2 separate regions of the Bombyx mori genome follow, and region 2 is linked to region 1. The links are chromatin contacts, called in public Hi-C maps. All regions are on one chromosome and are shown on one strand. Each heading gives the region's core, a stretch centred on a gene start, on an enhancer-like site or on the middle of the called end of the contact. The rest is flanking DNA. Distances are from core to core; before and after follow the strand shown.

The links. Hi-C and Micro-C count contacts between places; a contact is called where the count stands out from the background.
Region 2: a contact with region 1 is called in a Hi-C map of midgut, with 2.7 times the contacts expected there. The contact joins the promoter of LOC733020 here to the enhancer-like site in region 1. A contact is called at or near these places in 4 of 7 Hi-C or Micro-C datasets (midgut, posterior silk gland and whole pupa).

Annotation. Positions count from the first base shown.
Region 1 is chr16:12,902,005-12,904,704 of ASM3026992v2, reverse strand. LOC733020 (protein phosphatase 1 catalytic subunit) reads left to right here. Exons shown (of 8, transcript NM_001047015.1): 5 at 292-488; 6 at 1,191-1,338. Among protein-coding and RNA genes, the nearest start is that of TRNAE-UUC, 10 kb to the right of the region's middle. Within about 2 kb of position 1,399, at least 4 of the 8 cell types and tissues checked have open chromatin away from gene starts, as enhancers often do.
Region 2 is chr16:12,945,076-12,947,775 of ASM3026992v2, reverse strand. It overlaps LOC733020 (protein phosphatase 1 catalytic subunit), which reads left to right and starts at 1,448. Exons shown (of 8, transcript NM_001047015.1): 1 at 1,448-1,664; 2 at 1,821-1,952. The coding sequence starts at 1,604.

The DNA.
Region 1 (2,700 bases), core at 150-2,649:
TCACCGTCCAAGGGCTCGACGACTAAATTAACCCACAGACACAGCCCACTGAGTTTCTCGCCGGATCTTCTCAGTGGGTCGCGTTTCCGGTCCGGTGGTAGATTCTGTGAAGCATGGTTCTTGCTAGGGTTCGTATTAGCAACGTCGTCAGGTTTGAGCCCTGTGAGCTCACCTGAAATAGCCTCTCAAGGCTATCAGCATAGGTAGGAAACAAAAACCATTCTGGCTATAACGGCTCTGTATTGGCTACCCGAGTTTCTTTAACCAACAGTATTTATCTATTTGTTTTAGTTGACGAGAAAATCTTCTGTTGTCACGGCGGTCTGTCGCCGGACCTGCAAGCTATGGAACAGATCCGGCGGATCATGAGGCCGACGGACGTTCCCGACCAGGGTTTGCTCTGCGACTTGCTCTGGTCCGACCCCGACAAGGACACGGCCGGTTGGGGCGAGAACGATCGCGGAGTCAGCTTCACTTTTGGAACCGAAGTATGAATTGTTCAATATTTACTGTGTCCACACTAGCACCTCTGTCTCTGGCAGTATCACATAGACGAACATACACACACACACACCATTTTTTCTTTTTTTTTCCCTACCCATGCTTATAGCCTTTAGAGGTTATATCAGCGTTACCCTAGCGTGTAGGTGAGCTCTCGGGACTCAAACCGGGGGTGTTGCTAATACTGGCCCTAGCAAGAGCAGTGTCTCGCAGAATCTACCACTGGATCGGAAATGCGACCCACTGAGATCTGAAAAGTTTGAAGAAGGACAAACGATAGAGCAAAGGGACACTGCGAAGAGGCTCTCTGCAGATGGATACCACAAAAATCTCTGAAAACATGATGTCGAAAAACGTAATTATTCTAGATAGTATGTTGAGCTCGTGATTCACTGAGAAGATCCGGAAAGAAACTCTGCGGGCAACACACACAGACGAAACGATAACAGTACCATAATTTCACGATGTGATTAGCAATATATTTTCTTTTTGGGATTTTCTGTAGTTTTAGTTTTTTTTGTTTTTATATTGTATTACAAATCTGTCACGCAATCAATGAATAAACTAAATTTATTGGATCTATTCACACGAACGCCAACAATAACTACGACGTTTCAACACTCGACTGGTTTTGTTTATTTTGTGTAACATGTCCATTTTGGACTGAGCCCTGTTTCGGTGCATTCCAGGTCGTGGGCAAGTTCTTGTCCAAACACGAGTTCGACTTGATCTGTCGCGCGCACCAGGTCGTCGAGGATGGATACGAGTTCTTTGCGAAGAGGCAACTCGTCACACTCTTCTCGGCACCAAACTACTGCGGGGAGTTTGATAATGCAGGTCGGTACGCGCGGCCTGGACCCCGTCGGAAGGTTCACACCCTCGATCCATGACGACTGTGTCTCAGTGACCACAGCAAACGAGTCTCTACAAGTTTCAGCGGCTTAGCTCTGTCCCTAGCATTGCTGATGTCCATGGGCGACGCTAATCACTTATCACCAGGTGGGCGGTATGCTCGTCTGGCTATAAGGGTAATAACGAAAAAGTGATTGAAATGTGTTTAACGACTGTATCTCAGTGACCACAGCGAACGAGTCTGTACAAGTTTCAGCGGCTTAGCTCTGTCCCTAGCATTGCTGATGTCCATGGGCGACGGTAATCACTCATCACCAAGTAGGACGTATGCTCGTCTGCCTGTAAGGGTAATAACGAAAAAGTGATTGAAAAGTGTTTTTTTTTGTTCGTTGAAGATGTAAACATAGTAACTGCAAAAGTTTTGTTAAAATTGATTTGCATCCGTCAGTAATGCGAGCTAATGAGTACACAAGCAACATTGAAGAAAATGTAGGTTTCAAAAATGCATCGTGAAATTCATCATCATCATCATAATCGGTTGCTCTTGGCAGAGCAGTCGTGGTCATGTGGAATTCTTGCTTATTAAAACCTTGACAGATGTTTTCCATAGTTTGCGAACCGAGGCCCGGCGCACGCACTCGTTAAGTGGGGTTTCAATAAGATCTTTCACCTGATCAGTCCAGCGCATGGGGATTCGTCCACGAGATCCCTTACCATTGACCCTACCCTGAACAACAAGTTTCTCGATAGACTCTGCTGGCCGTCGCGATACGTGTGCAAAATATCGAAGAATCCTGGATTGCACTGTTGACGACAACCTGTGAGAGATATTTAGTTCTTTTAGGATCGAGGCGTTGGTGCGATGTTCAGTCCAAGTTATACGGAGCATCCTTCTCCAGCACCACATTTCTAATGCATCGATCCTTCTTCTTTCTCTCTCTTTCACAGTCCAGGTCTCAACCCCATATAAAAAGATGGGGAGCACCAATGCCCTTACCAGTCGGACTTTGGTGGTCTTGGTGATATTCCGGTCCTTCCGTACTTTTCCGAGTTTATCCATGGCCCATCGCGTTATGATTATGCGCCGCTTAATTTCGTCCTCCAAACCACCACTGTTAGTGGTGTTAGTGAACCTGGGTAGGTATAAGATGAAATGCAATCTCGGTAATCTCCGGGGTATTGTTATTGCTTCTGTCCACAATCATCATTTTGGTTTTGTACCTGCTGATTCGGAGACCAAAACTGAAGGCAATTGCTTCGACGTGATTCAGCAATTCGATCAGATCTTTGCTTGTAGCCAGCAGAGTAGCATCGTCAGCATAACGAAGGTTGCATATATTTTTGCCA
Region 2 (2,700 bases), core at 199-2,698, 43 kb before region 1:
TATTAGTTTTTTGAATTTATTAGTTTCGAGTAAGTTTTTTAAGCTTTACGTTCTTTCGATATTAGTTTTAACTTTTGAATATTAAAAGCAACTACGTGCTTTTAAGGTGAGCGGCATGTTCCGTCCCGTAACAGTTTGTTCTAAAATACATATTTATATTATTATTATTTTTTTTTTATTGTGAATAATTTTTTTTTTTTATTCTTTGAGTACGTAACGCGACACAATTTGGTTTATATGTATTATTCATTTCTTATTTTTTCTTGTACTGGGTCTGCGACATGTTGTGTGTATCGGAATGCACCATTTCCGTGGGAAATGGTTCTTCGGCGCGACACTAGCGCCACCACTTGCCTGCCTGTTAGTGCGGCAAAAAACAAAAACTGAGTTTTTCGCGCGAAGCCGCTGTAGCCGCATCGGCACGCGCATTATATTTAATTAGTATCTAAAGTTCCCCCTTTCATATAAAAAACTGGAAAATAGTGACAGTGACCTATGACTACATGTGAAGGATAGATGAACTGATTCTGTCGGCAATACTCATCCTCGACCAGGACCTTCGGACGTGGTTGCGGGACGATTCACGGTAAGTCGTCAGACCTAGGCCATATCCTAATCAATCTATTTTACCCCAAGATTAAATTATTACAATTACTAACCTATATTTTTTGTTGATGTTCTAATAAATATATAAATAAATACATATGTTGATTTTAATAATTTAATAGCATTATGACGCAGAGTAAGTAATGTTTTTGCACGTGAATGTACCATGCGCAAACTTACCCCCACTACGTCAACAAATGCTCAAGAAGTTTGCCGGTTATTATACATTATAACCTTGGATGTGAATCCTACTTATTTCTCCTGTGAAGATATTCCGACTTAAAAAGCGTGACAGCCGTTATGCAATACAGTATGCCTTCGAATTTAAACATGACCAAACTATTATATTATAGTAATCACATTTCTTTTATCTGTGAGCTCCGATTGTTTGTTTATTTAAGGATCTAAGGCCCCGAATGGTGCAAAGAGCTTCAACAATATTTCGCCATTGCGTTCGATCTTGGACTACGCGCATTACTTCGGACCAGTCAGTAATAGAACTCCGACTATTACTAGACTAAACAAATAAGTGAGTAAGTCTACTAATATGGTGGATGAAAAAATATTAGTACTAACGACAGAAGATGAAGCACTTGTTGTAGCTTCGGGAAACTAAATTAACTACGTACTTAGGTACTGAAACGTAAGGAAATAAATTTTAAATTAGTGTTAGGACTAACTAAGACTTATGAAACATAAATGGAAATATTAAATTATTATAAATTCGAGCTCATCCATATATAGTAAAGAAATACATAATAAAGAAATTTTGGGGAGATTGTCCGACTTGATTTCGGAAGAATTCCAATCCATGCTGGCAGCACTGGTGATGTGTTTCTGTCTAATTTGCTTGTGTGAGTGATGTCTCCGCCATTGAAAACCATTTTAGCCGAGAATTGAAATAGGTTGTACCTTTCATAATCGGCAAAAATCTTAAACATCTCTCTTCTTTTACCTATTCTATTCAACCATATTTCGTACACATACAATATATCCGATGGCAGACAGAGACACAGATGAGTTAAACATCGATAACGTAATAAAAAAATTACTAAAAGGTAAATGTTGTTAATGTTGAAATAAACAAAAAACGGTTTATCTTGTCGTAAAATTAAAGTGAAATTCATCTTTTTTGACGTGTTGTGGTAATGTGTTCATAATGTGTTGTAGTGATTTTACAGTGTTTAAAAGTGTTGTTTACGTTTTGTTTTCAGTACGAGGTGAGAAGCCTGGTATGAATGTTCAGTTGACGGAAATAGAAATTAAAGGGCTATGTTTGAAATCAAGAGAAATATTCTTGTCACAGCCTATACTACTTGAACTTGAAGCTCCTTTGAAAATTTGCGGTGAGTATAACATTCAACATTTTACTATCTACAACAACTTTCTGAAGAACATCTTTGCACCTCTTACAATTAGCGATAATTAATCAATGCTTACATTTAATGTATGTAGTTTTAGTTGCTTATTTCTTAAATGCAAGTTAAGATTTTTGTTTTACAATCACTCTGTGACAAAACTACAGTTCAAAAAAGTTGTAAGTACCTTCAATGACGAAATACCATAACTTTCTCCAGTATGCGTGTAATAGGAGAGACGCCCAATGAATTGTAATGTAATATAATAGAAAATTAAGATTATAACTGGTATATTTATTTTGGAAATTCCATCAGAAAAACAATAATTGTATCTTCCTTTCAATTTGTAAGCGATATACCCTTTCAAACATTTTGAAGTTATGTGAACTGATGACATTATTTGCATTTTATTAAAATTTCAAACATCACATGTATTTTAAACAAAAATATCAAAAATGTTTATGAGATACATGCTGTAGAAATGTATTGAAAATAAAAAGCATCAGGCAGTAATGTGGTACTACTAATCTACATAATCAGTTATTACATTACTACCAATTGTTTTTGACTCTTGTGGCTACATTTTAAATAATGAATGGGTCTTACCATTATTTATTAAGTTTATTTACCCAATAGTTTTATTCTGTTCTTAGCGCTATGGTTACAGTAGGACTAGATACTGTGTGTAGGACATTGGAGTAGACAAACTTGTCTACCCTCTTGTGTATTTAGTACA